Regions from separate parts of the Hordeum vulgare genome. Here region 2 is linked to region 1. A link is a contact called in public Hi-C data. All regions are on one chromosome and are shown on one strand. The core of a region is the stretch at or near the end of the contact, and the rest is flanking DNA. Distances in the headings are between cores, read along the strand shown.

Region 1 (6,632 bases), core at 3,409-5,908:
TTTGGGAAATGCACATACTCCCATCTTAGTTCAGAAGGTTTATCTTCATGATACAAAATATTTTGTTTCAGGTGATGTATATTAGACTTGAGCGTTTGCAATCAGTAACAAAACATTATTAAAGTTTGCAACCCTGTCTATTGAAGTAATCCAACAACCCCATCGTTTGGGATGTAGAATGTATAATATTTATACCTATTATTGTAGTATAAAGCATACTACAGCAAAAGACATCAAATTTATTCAACTGGCATATTCCAACACAAATGATGTTTTAATCCATAGTGCATGAAATATCGGCTACTGAATACATGAGATTGTTCTTACTCGATAGCATGCGTACCAAACCCAAACAAAAAGGAAAGGGCAGGATAAATCAGCAGATCAAGATATAAGTTATTCTCTTGCCACAGGCAAATAAGTTGTCTGTTTTGTAACTATGTGTAGTGTGTCTGTGCCTGGCGGGGCAGCCAACCATATGATGAACCACTCCAACTGGCGTGCAGAAATGATGAGGGTTACACAGACATTGCTACTAGGGTGAGATAGGGGGCATGAGGCCGCAGCCTGCAACAGGAAATCCAGCTACATGAGCTTCACATTTGTGTACTGCACTAAATGGTATGGAGGACATCGCTTTGGCAAAGCAGTGGCTTGTTCGATGGCGTGCCATGAAACAGAGATACGACGGGTTTTCTCTAGCATGTAGACAGGAAGGGAAGGAGGAGTTTACTTGTTGGTCCTCCAATGCTTACTACTACCAATGGCTTTGGCAAGGGAGCAAGTGCATCATGCCAGTTTGTAGCAGCAATGCGTAGTGCAGCAGAATCTGCTTGGTGAAGTGCTCCAGCTGTCAGGACCTGGCTTTCCAAAGTTCAAAGTTATGAACTAGAACAGCTGGATGAAAACATATGAAGATTTGCAACAAAAAGAAAAGAAAAAGCAGCGTACCACGTTCGGACCGGGTGGTTCTCGTGGAGTAATCCATCTCCGGAAAAGCCACGGTACTTCTTGTTGTCCCTTTGCAGTTAAAGCGTAGTAATCATGACGAGGAGTCACCACCAAATCAAACCTATCAAGGCGATACCTGGGGTGTTGTATCTGACATAGAAAATACAGTAAAATTAAACTTAGCTCAAATTTGGATGGCAAGCAGCACAATGGTTCATATCCCTAGCTGAGTAACAATAAGCCACTGATATTGGTTTCAGTATTCTACCTGAATGACAAAGACATTATCTGGAGCTGAACACCTTACGGAGCTGGCATATTGTATGGTATCACGGCCACAAGCAACAACGATCGCCAGGCCTTCCCTGAAAGCGAATCAAACTTTGAGGAAATAGAGCAGAAAGAATAGATGCTAGGAACATTTAAATATTTATGGCACAAACATACGTGCTAAAGAATGTATAGGCTAGCTTACATTCTTCATATGAAACTGACCAATCAGGAGTATGTTTTAATAATAGGTTGCCTATTTCAAATTCATGAAAGAACACCTTCTCTTTTAAATGTTCTTCCTGGAAGTATGGTTCAAGTATTCAAGGATATGACATGTTTGACATAGTGGTATGTCGTGATAGTAATACTGATATGACATATTATTACAGGTTCCATGGCCAAGAAGAGAAATGAAAACGAATTATATGATTCTACTATATCTTCCTGATATACCAACACAAGCTCAGTCATAAGCAGCCAGTGTGGTGATTATAACTTATAACGAAGTCATAAATTTGTAAGTAGACCAGGTAATAAAGTAATCAACGAACATGCTGTGGGGAAAAACGTCATTGGAAGAACTAAGCATTTGCTTGGGAATGGAAGGATGAGTATGGAGATTTACTGATTCATGCATTGTGACAAGCAGACAAGGTATTGGAGTAAAATATTCGGAAGCGGCATAGAACCATGATCAATATAAAACAGCGCAGTAGTGCACAAACAGCAAAGCAACAACATAAGAAATGTGAACCTTACTTCTCGAAGGTATCACGGACCATTGTCACTATCCTTTTGGAATCTGCTTCCAGTACAGAAGACAATCCAAAAGATTGAACATTACTGACATGATAAGGTGCCAGTTTTCCTTGAAACAGTGTTGTGAACGTCGTGTTAGACAGTATATGTCTGAGTACTTGGTCCACCATTTTATGCAAGGAGATAGGGAGAAAGTGCAGCCACTTGTTGATTCCACCGGTTGGCCTGATAATACGCTGCATGACCCAACATATTTCATAAATAAATAAAATAATGAGAGTAACTCAAGGTCCATAAGAAAGGCAAAACAAAAAGCATATGGAAGGGGTCACTGACATAATTATATGAAATTCTAGATAATGGGACCTAAGAAAAATACTGAGAAAGATAAAGATAGTGAATATCAATAAGAATTTGCATTATATTAAGTTCCTTCTTATGTTGTTAACCGAGCTACTACACAGGCATTTGAGTAACTACAGACTAGACAAAAATGACAAACATTTTATTAGCTTGTCACTGCCATGGTTTTCTTATTTATGTTGTTAACCGAGCTCACACAGGCCAATGAGTAACAGCAATCCAGAAATAAATGACAATCTATCTAGAGTATTTCAGGGTAGAGCCATTCCCAGATTCCAATCAGTACACAACCAAAAATTCAATCATGGATGTCACATGACACAGAGAGCACTAAGGCACTACATGCTACTGAAACCCCATAAATCACACAGAGCGCCAGGCCAAGAACCAACCGGTACCAAATCCAAAAATCGCCATCTGAGAATTAAGTTGATTAGGCGTTTCAGAATCAACTTGACAATTGGCAATAATGTTTACACCCCTGATTTGCAGCAATAGACTACAACACTGACACGATAAAATAGAAGAGGCTGTGGTAACAATTAACAAACCCCTCTAAAAGCTAGAAGCAAGATTCTTGCATTACTTACGGAGGACAAGGCTATATTATGTTTAAACCATGATTACACCTCCAAAACCAAGCCTTGAACAGAGGCACCAAAAATATACAACACATGCCGCTCTTACTCTCTAGCAGCTTGAGTTTAGGAATGATGACTAGTTGCCATATAAGAGCAACTATAGTAGAGTCACCATATCGTCCCGATCACCATAATAACCGCTTGTTTGGCAATTTTGGCCAAAAAGCCCTCTCTAGCAGAGTCGCCATCCCGCCCTGGAACGCCATAGTTTATGGAGGCCGCTTTCAAATTGAGCCCGCGAGTCTCTCCATATTTGGAGGCTGTGGGGCGTTGCTTTGGAGCACGCCCCATCGCCAACTGCCCACGCTGGAGGGAAGTTTCACCTCTCTCCTCATCCTCCTGTGTGGCCCATCTTCTCTCCCTGCCAATTCCACTGCTCCGGCGTGAACCGCACCGGACCATCACACCGCCGTGCCTAGACTCGTCACATATGCATCAATGCATGTGCCCCCATGAGTATCATTCACCATCGACATGGGGCTCGATATCAAGCTATAGTCGCTACATGTATGTAAAAGCAACAATTTTTTGAACACCTATGATAAGAAAATGACGCTACTCGACTTCTCTCCCCTTGTGTAAGAACTTTGTAATGGAATGTTTAGTCAATTTAAGTGTTCAATCCCTCAAATTGGGTGTACTGAGTATTGAGGTGATGCGATAAAAAAATACGGAGGCCGCAATATGGTGTATCTGATTTTGTGCGTGACTCGGCTGCAAATATGGTGACTCTGCTAGAGTTGCTCAAACATAGTACTATAATTTTGCAAGAAAATAAATAAGATGATCAAACCCCCCTCTTATCAAAGCTGAGTGCAAAAGAAGAGCTAACAAAACGCCACGTCATTTGAAATTCTTTGTGGCTTCTGATAAGCATCCAAGAAGCCAAATACAATATTAGAGCTTCTTCTAGAGAATTCACCTTTAGGGAATTCCTTAATAGGATCGCCCGCATAATTCTAGAACCCACTACTTGAGATCCTTTTCTAGAGAATTCACCTTTAGGAATAGCCGAATAGGCTCTTGGTACATGTACTTCAAACAAAACATAATTCTAGTACTGAATTATACACATCTGCCCAATCTTCTCCATTGCAAGTAAAGTGGTTGCAAGCCACGGGGTTTATTCTAGTAAAATTTACTAAGTAGATCATTAAATCGCAAAACGCGATGCGACGCTAAGCTGATGACATGATTAGCAAGGGCACAAAAAACGATCCTGTCACACGGTCATCGCAGGACGAGAGGGAACGGGAGGGGCGGCGGCGCGCTTACGTAGAGCGTGAGGCGGTCGGCGAGGCCGAGGGCGCGGACGAGGCCGAGGCACTGGTTCTCGGCGCCTGGGCAGCCGTTCCCGATGACGACTGCTCGGCGCACCGCGGCGACGCCACCCGCGAAGATCTCCGGCGCCCGATCCACGTCGGGCGGCGGCTCCGGCAGCCACAGCGGGCGAATCGACATGGCTAGCTCGCCGGCTGTGAAATCAGAGCGGGAGGAGCTGGGTGTGGGGCCTATGGGCTGTGGCTTGGAAGCAGGACGCGAAGGGATCAGTGAGGGGCGATGCGATTTGGTGCGAGCCAGTCTTGCGGGAGAAGTTTGGATTTTCACCCCTTTTTGCGTCTGCCGAGAGACGGAGGGAGTGGCCTGGTGGGGGAAAAGGGACGAGGCGACGAACTTAATTAAAAGTAATTTTTATCTAATATTAAGGCGGTTAATTTTTTTTCTCACCGTCGTGGCTGTTTTGCAAAAAAAACCTGAGGTTTTAGGTACTCAACCCGCGGTCCTTCTTTTAATGTGAGAAAATGTTTCATCCCGGGTTGAAAACAAAAAACATTAGCAGACACGGGCACGGGCTTCTCCTCTCTCCCTCACCTCGCGACCTAGCCGTCACAAGCGGCGGTCACCTCGCGACCTAGCCGCCACAAGCGGCGGTCACCTCGCGACCTAGCCGCCACAGGCGGTGGCGCACGACTTGCGCGACGCTTGATTCGCCGACCCACGCCGTAGATCGCAGCACCCTGCAACACTGTTCCGCATCAACTCTTCCTCTTCCGAGTGCGCCCGAGCTCCTCGCTATGCGCCGCCTGGGAGGGTTCACGCTCGTCGCTCGACCAGAGCCACCGCCAGTCGGTCGTTGTTTGCAGTTGCCGGCGACCTTGCCGTCCCTTCTCTACACCGCCTTCCATCAACTTCAGATACGCACACGTGTGTGTGGATCTCCTCGGTTATGTTGTGCACACAAGGTGTTTGTGTGTTTGTTTGAGCCAAAAAAATTCCTTAAGAAATCCTTGCAATCCCTTAGAGAACCATCCTTTTCTTTGCAGGGAAGCAAACATTTTTGGGTGGTATCATATTAAGGTGATACGGAACGGATCAGTATGAGGTGTTGGAGCAGACTTGGAAGGGGTCTTTGGCTTTATAGTTCAGGTACAAGGTTGAGAAGAAGAGGTCAATGTAATTCTAGCCATGTTCATTGCTCTCTAGGATCTTGTGAAGTATGGCTTTGTTTCAGGTTTGTCTTTAAGGTTGTAAAGGATATGACATTTCCTTTGTTGTGTTCAGGAACAAGTGGTCATGAAAAATAAAGGTTTGTTCTTATTTACTTGGTTGGCCACGAGCCCACCACATTTGTGTTATATGAATTGTTTTTACTGCTTGCATGTGATAGCCAGAACAACGGGTATGATTCTGTTTGTTCTTCTATATATTCGGTTGCACAACCTACAGTTTCAACATGGATTATGTTCCATTGTATTTTGAAATAGCCAAAGAAGGTCTCTAATAACATTAAGTAGCAACAACAAGTCGGTCTTCATACCAATAGGCTATATGAGTACGTGATGTCATTTCAGATCATAGAATAACCACTCCTCTTCCTTTTGTGCATATCTATAGAGAGATATACCTTTGGTTATCTATGAGATCTTCTTTAATATTTGTATTTGTGGATCCGCTGATTTTGCAAAAAGAAAAAATCTTACAAGAAAAATACTAAGAGCCAACTTATGTCATCAATAATCAACATTGCATCTCCATGATTCTGTGGGTTTGTAATAGTATGTCTAGCGTGCCAGCAACTTTTGAAAAACATGATGTAGAAATCGTGCTGCAAGAATCAGAATATCAATGTGTAGATGCCTTTTCAGTTCATATTTAATAGTGATACAAAATTGTATTATTTTGTTTCTGTTCAAAAGTAAAAATAAACTCAAAAATAGAAATATACCTGATATATGATTTTGTTCTGCTCGTAGTCTGCACTAAAGAATGTCCATCCTTGACATGTCCTACCATAACAAAGCCAATTTTTCTGCATTCAATTGGTTCATAGACCCAGTTTGTTTATATCCATATTTCAGAGATGGGAACCTACCCATGAAGCGCGTCATAGCACACTTTAAATATCTATCGAATATAAGGAGAGGTGGATCCACCGGTTTTGTGGTGGTGATCACATTGCATAATAAGGGAATAAAAGGAACAACATAGCACAACTAGAGGCGGTTGTTCATGATTGAGCAGTTTTAGATATTAAAATGGAGTGAATATGAGATATATTTTCTCCCATTGCAACGCACGGGCATATTTGCTAGTATAGTAATAAGTAAATAACACAACAATAAATAAAATAGCGTTTTTCCGCGA
Region 2 (6,757 bases), core at 3,187-5,686, 270 kb before region 1:
CAGGTAACCAATCAACACAAATCCATTGCAATTATAAAGAAGCTAAGGTGCTAAGTTTTTCTTTGTATCACATGACTCCTTTTTTGTATTTGATTTGAAGTCAGCTGCTGACTATGGGTGTGTTTGGTTTGAGCCCACCAAAATTTTGGCAGGACAGAAAACTTGGTATATCATTGCTGTTTGGATTATAGCCATTGCACCTGCCAATTTTTTGGATCCAACTAAGCTCGCAAATACTTTGGACAACTTGTATTAATTATTGCTTAGTTTGATACCGATTCAATTTTCATGATCAGCCAACAGAAATGGAAAGTGAGAATAGTATGAGTTGCTATTAGACATGGCTTAGCTGCACTAACGGAACTAAACATGCACTTCTATTCAAACAGGCGCTAGATGAAACGTGACGCGCTTGCATCCGTCAGCATGTACTCGTCCCGTTAATCCACTGCACTAATTGCTCTAATATTATGGTACAGAAGGAGGCCCCACATACGTAGAGCAGGCAAGCTCGGATACCAACTTTTTAGCGAGAGTTTTGCAAGCCATCAAGTACGCCCATGCATTGGCGAAAACTATACGGGAACTTAAGGGCGGGCTTTGGCGAACCAAAATTTTGGCATCCGTCCAAGCAACAGTCAAATCTCATGGGCAAGCCAAAAAATTGGTATGCCTAGTATTGGTTGTAAACCTAAATACCCTATATACATTGAAGCAATACTGCAATACTAAAAAGAACTCATGTGCGGCAGAACAGGTCAAGAAGTAGGAAGAAGTGCATGCCTCCCCATATCAAAGCACATATACTACCAAATACAGAATAAATAGGACATTTTAAGTAAGTCTCTACAGCAGTACAAGATCTAGACAGGTGGAAAATGCTTGTGCAGTGGGGCACAGGAATGAGGTATAAAATCGAACAGGAGTCAATACAAAAATTAATTCAATTGGAAAAATTGGAAAAGGCAATCTAATCTTGGAAGCCATGTTGTACAAATGAGGGACAAACATATATGTAAGTGATGATTTGCCTACCCATTTTAAGCAAGCATACAATGCATAGCCTACCTTATCTTTTCTTTTCCTTTTACAGTATGGTGTAAAGCCTTCCGTCATGAACTGAGAAAAATGATCCCGCTCCCTTTCCTGGAGTGAAAAAAGAAAAACACAATGAGCACTTCAATTGCCTCGCTATTGAGTATTAACTACGCCGGTCCAAAATAGGTAACACATATGGAAGTTGCATCAGTTTGCAAATAGATGTAATTTTGGGCTTCTGGGTGAAGATTTTTAAATGCCCTTTATTAATCACCTACATAAATGGGTATAAGATCCATGGGATTAACTATGCCAATAACTCAAGAGTTAAAAAAGTAGTTACTCCTCTTGTTTTACATGCATGAAGCTAACAAAATGACAAGTAAGCTAAACTAGATTGAACTAATAACAGTTTCATTCCATGTCGTATGCTGCGTCCCAAGCACAAAGAAGCCATGTAGTTTGCGCACACTTTCAACTGCTTACACTGAGTACCCAAATTCCATACTGTAGAGTATAGACTATAGACAGCAAAAAATTACTCTACTAGGAAAGCTAACTGTGGAAGTGGTGGCCACATGAGCAGTAGCATAACTAAAAAATTCTGCTGTAAACCACAGGGCACATTGCTAAAAAAAGAAGAGTGGGTAAATGATGAAAAAAATTGTGGAAAACTTAAAATAATATAATCAGATACATTCCTGCCAGCAGAAAAGAAAATTGTCAAATCAGCAATATGTGAGTTACTCGGTGCTACCTCTAAAGCTATCTTTCTTAACAGAAGGCTCACTGTCACCAATCAGCCAGGCAGCAACCTAATACCAGTCATCAACTAGAAGACTGGAACTAGGTGAAGTTAAACTATATACTATCCAGCAAATATTCATTTATATCTAGGTAGCATCCAAGTTTTTGGTAAACTTAGAACTTTTTGTTCTTCAAGATTTTGCCAGTTTACCCTCGTAACTTTCGCGCCTTATTGGTGTTCTCCTTATACAGACAACACACATATTAGTGCATGTTCAAGAAAAAAATGCGTCTAGATTATTGTAAACCAAGCAAAGTGGGTTGAACGAGGAGACAAGGAAATAATATGCTAAAATAATGAATAGCCAGAGCTTGTGAATTGAATTAATGAATTAAAAGTGTAGGCATAAGTGCTATTACGCTACTCATTGTCAATAAATGATTGTCTCGGAAACACAAATTTTAACTCTGGAAAATTACTACTCAGATGAAAAGATGCAACCTACCATATAGTCAACACACATCTGCCTAGCCATGTCATACGTTTCTGGATCACCATAAACTTGATCAGCAACTGCTCTGAATAGGCAATTCCCATCTGCAGCCATCTTTCTTATTTCAAACCCTTTCACTCTCCTTAGTTCATGTTCGAACATATGCTCCCTTTCCTGAGGGAAATAAAATACATCAGGACCAGTACAAAATTATACTTACTCACCATGTACGTAGAAATCACACTAATAAATATAAGCAAAAGACAATGGCATTTTATGGACCAGGATTAGAAAGGCATATCAACTTACTTATCAGAATAAGCAATCAAAGCAAACATCTATTATTTTACTCTTAACTAAAAATAGCTCCTCACAAGTGCACCATTCAGTGTACGTAGCAAAACAGCCACTAACAAATATAAGAAAGAGACATTGAGATTTTATAGACCAGGATTATATATGCATATCTACTTACTAATCATAATAAGCAATTAAAGCAATCATCTACTATTCATACTCCTAACTAAAAACAGCTCCATCAAAGTGCACCACTCAGCGTGCATAGGAAAGCAGCCACTAACAAATATAAGCAAGAGACACTGAGATTTCATAGACCAGGATTATATAAGCATATCTACTTGCTAATCATAATAAGCAATTACAGGAAACGTGTATTATTCATACCCCTCACTAAACCCAGCTCCCCAAAAGTGCACCATTCAGTTGCAAGGGATCCAAAATATCTACGGCATTACCTTCATATCGTATCATATATCAATGTTGATGTAGTACATAAACTAACTATACTAACTATATACGTAAGATCCAAAATTAAAGCCCACAAGTATAATAGAACCAGACAAGAGAACATACCGAATCATCATAGCTAGAGGTGTAACAGGCACCTTGCTCATCTGCACTATTGTACCCTTCACAATCAGCAAGTGACCTAGGGGAAGAAGGGCGAGAACCTGAAGCAGATGTCCAAGCTGCCACCGGTGGCCAAGCAGCTGGCCTTCTTGAAGATCCGATCCGCACACCATTTGAGCTTCCAGATCCCATTCTCCTCAACCCATTATTACCAGATGATGATGGTTTTGGTGGTGGAGCTGGGGGAGGCGGTGGGTGTGATGCTGCGCCGGTTATCTGTGATGGCACTGTGCCTGACTGCATAGAATTCCCCTGCTCAAACTGATTGGAAAGCTGGAGTCCTGACAGCTCCACCAAGAAAGGGGGATCGGTCGCATTGGAGTCATCCTTGGGAGGTTTCTCCCTCTCAGATCTCTCTTCCACATGACTTGAACTCTCGGACACAGTTTCAACCAGCCTTGAAGGATCATTGTTACTACTTTCGCCACCCTCAAGTAGATGCTCAGTTGTATCACCTGAAGCCAAGAGCTCCAGTGGCTGTGGCTGCACCGTAAGCTCCTCCTCCCGGGTAGCAGCTGCTGGCTGGTTCTGCTGCTGCTGTTGCTGCTGCAGTGGCTGTGAGCCCGAGCGAGCCGAGTTGGACGAGGAGCCACCGGGCCCACGCTGCACGAAGATCCTCGTCATTCCCCAGTTTCGTCAGCGAAGGCTCCGCGTCTCAACACCAGCAACCCTCTGGAATTAGAGGGATATAGGGGCGCCCTTGTCCCGTGTGCGGACCTTGGGAGCGGTGAACCTGAGGCCTCCGCCGCCGCTGCCAACGAAGCTGCTCCTCTCGTCGTCGCCGGCGGCCAATCTGAGCATTAGACTGCCAATTCTCATCAGAACCAGGGCGACGCCGCTGACCTCGAGGCCTCAGATCACAAAACCCTAGCTCCCCCGAGATCGTGACGCGCAGGCTATCCCCGGACGGCAAGGGCGGCGCACCACCCTCCCAAAACCCTGAATAGCCCGCCAATTCGATCAATCCCGACGAAACAAGACAAATTTCCTAGGGTTCCGTTGGGGGGTCGGGCGGGTTACCTCGTCGGGGAATCCGGTGGGCGGGGCGACGGGGACGGCTCCGGGCTGAGGAGGGTGGACCGTGCTAGGGTTTATGGGACGGAGATTCGCGTCGTCGCGTGATTCTGTCGCGGGTGCTTCGGGGGATTCAGTTTTGGGTGGAGAGAGAAAGAGTAGCAGTAGGTGAGGCTGGGAAGAAGACGACGATGGAGAGGAAGAAGGGAGACGAGGGGCGAGAGCGTGCCAACATTTTATAAGCGGAGAAAGGAGGGTGGCCATCCGAGGATGACATATGGGACCGAAGAGCAGCGTCTGTAAGCAATGGACGGTAGTCGCTACGCCCTTGGTTTTGTGTTGCCACGAATCCCGTTTGTGGCTTTGTATTTGGGTAGATAGATAGGACCGAGGCCCAATTCGGCCACGATTTCTTACCTTTTCTTCTTCTCAAATCCTTTTTGTGGAATTTCTTCTCAAAGTTATTCTTTTGTTTGATAATGAGCAGGTGATCTCGACTCATAAATTAGGAAAAAAAATCTGTGACTAGATGCACGTGCTTTTGACGGCGTTTTCTATGAGTTCTACCTTAGAGAAGCCAATATAGCAGTACATAAAATATAGCTAAATATTTTTTGATTTATTAGGATATTTATACTTGAATCAATGAATCCCCTAGCTTTCTCATGCAGTCGCTTATAGTTATTATTATTTTGAAAGATCCAGCTATGCTCGCGTTTCATTCATTAGCAGAGAGAGGGCGGAAAAACATGTGTTGATCAAGTGATCGACGGTGCTAAGAGAAAGAAGAGTACAAAAAAAGAAAGCCAGTCCAAGTTTCCTATGCTGGCGGACATCTACTCATCTCCCACGGTATATCTCCGAAGGGGTGCTCAATGCAGGCTGCTCCTGCAATCCTTCATTGCTTCATGTCCCGACGATATGCTTCGATGATGGCTCTAACGCATGGCATCTTCCTCCTGAAAGTGCACTCATTACGCTCCAGCCAGATGTGCCAGGCTACTAGCGCAATCATCGACCTCGTTCCCTTCCTGAGCTGGGAGTGGCCGCGTTGATGATCATCTGGACACGCTTCGTCGTCGTGATTCTGGAGCTCCAAACCGCCTGTGCCACGGAGTGGCATCCACGCCGTGTTGTCGTCGTGTTCCATGCATGGATGGCAAGCGGACACTCCTAGAACAGGTGCATAGAGGACTCAAGATTTCGAAGGCAAAGCTGGCAGAAATAGCAATTCTCCCAACCGCTCCACTGCAGCCAGTCGTTGCACCACAACCGATCGAGGTGGAGCAGCAAAAGAAACATCTGGAGCTTGCCGAGTGCCTAGATCCGCCAGATGGTCTTGGGGAAGCTAGTTGGCGGACTAGCCTGAACTGAGTGGCGTAGGCGGACCACGCTGAGTACAACCCAGAGCTACTAGCAGTCTAACGTATCATGTCGTTCCGTCCCTCCTTGATGGTTATGTCCGCGTTCCTGATCTCCCTGGCCAGCTGGAGCACGCTATGCATGACGTTGTCTGGGTCACCATGGGGAAGATCAAGTATCCATCACCCCTCATGCAGCACGTCGCAGACGGTTCTATTCTTCCTCATGGAGCGTGCGAAGACCATAGGGTAAGCCACGCGCAGCTGCCTACCGCCCCGCCACGAGCTTGTCCAGAAGGAGGTCGTTGCCCCATCGCCGATGGTGACCGTCGTGTTGGAGGCGAAGAGGGCTTGATTAACCGTGTTGCATGGCGTGCTTGTTCCAACCCATGGCCATTCTGGATGCGTCCAGGAGAGCCAGAGCAAGCGTAGCCGGAGGACGCACGCGAACTTGTCCAGGTCATGGATGCCAAGTCCACAGTGGGACTCCTGCGTGGTGACCGTGCTCCATGCTACCTTGCATTTGCCTCCCGTCCCCTCTTTGTCATGCGCCCATAAAAAAGGCCGCCTGGCTTTGTCGGTGTCTTTAACAAACTTCTTTGGTGCCCTAAGCACCGTTAGCGCGAACGTCGGCATGGCGGAGAGGACGCATCAGACTAAAATCCCATGACCAGCGTTATGCATCAATCTTCCCTTCCAACCAGCTAGTCGCGCATGGATCCTATCGAGGATGAACTGAAGATGAACTAATCTAACCCTAACAATGGTAATGAGGAGACCTAGATATGAGATAGGCAATGTGCTACTATTCCTCCAAAATTATGCAGGGTTGTGACAAGGTTGATGTCATCACAGCATATTGGAACCGCCGATGATTTGGCGAGGTTGACATGGAGGCCCATGGCGTCGCCGAAGTGGTGTAAGAATGTTAAGGAGCGTGATGATCTTAGGCCTTGCGGGGTTGATGAAGATCACTACGTCGTCTGCATACAAACTTGTGCGCATGTGCACGGCCATCCCGGGCAACGGGGAGAACTGCCCAGATCTGGTCACCGCCTCCAACAGCCGATGCACGGGGTCGATGCACAGGATGAACAGTAGTGAGGAGAGGAGGTATCCTTGCTGCAGCCCCCCACCAATGATCAATTTTGGCGCCCGATGTGCCATTCAGGT

What was found. Hi-C and Micro-C count contacts between places; a contact is called where the count stands out from the background.
Region 2: a contact with region 1 is called in a Hi-C map of seedling, with 8 times the contacts expected there. The contact joins the promoter of LOC123426671 here to the promoter of LOC123426670 in region 1. A contact is called at or near these places in 2 of 6 Hi-C or Micro-C datasets (leaf and seedling) and 1 of 1 datasets of contacts at active chromatin or transcription factors (embryo).

What each region holds. Positions count from the first base shown.
Region 1 is chr2H:463,900,965-463,907,596 of MorexV3_pseudomolecules_assembly, reverse strand. LOC123426670 (mitochondrial fission protein ELM1) reads right to left here and starts at 4,658. Exons shown (of 10, transcript XM_045110537.1): 1 at 4,263-4,658; 2 at 1,984-2,219; 3 at 1,220-1,316; 4 at 952-1,101; 5 at 734-860. The coding sequence starts at 4,448.
Region 2 is chr2H:464,170,392-464,177,148 of MorexV3_pseudomolecules_assembly, reverse strand. It overlaps LOC123426671 (OVARIAN TUMOR DOMAIN-containing deubiquitinating enzyme 6), which reads right to left and starts at 4,436. Exons shown (of 9, transcript XM_045110539.1): 1 at 4,230-4,436; 2 at 3,153-4,148; 3 at 2,292-2,453; 4 at 1,069-1,146. The coding sequence starts at 3,833.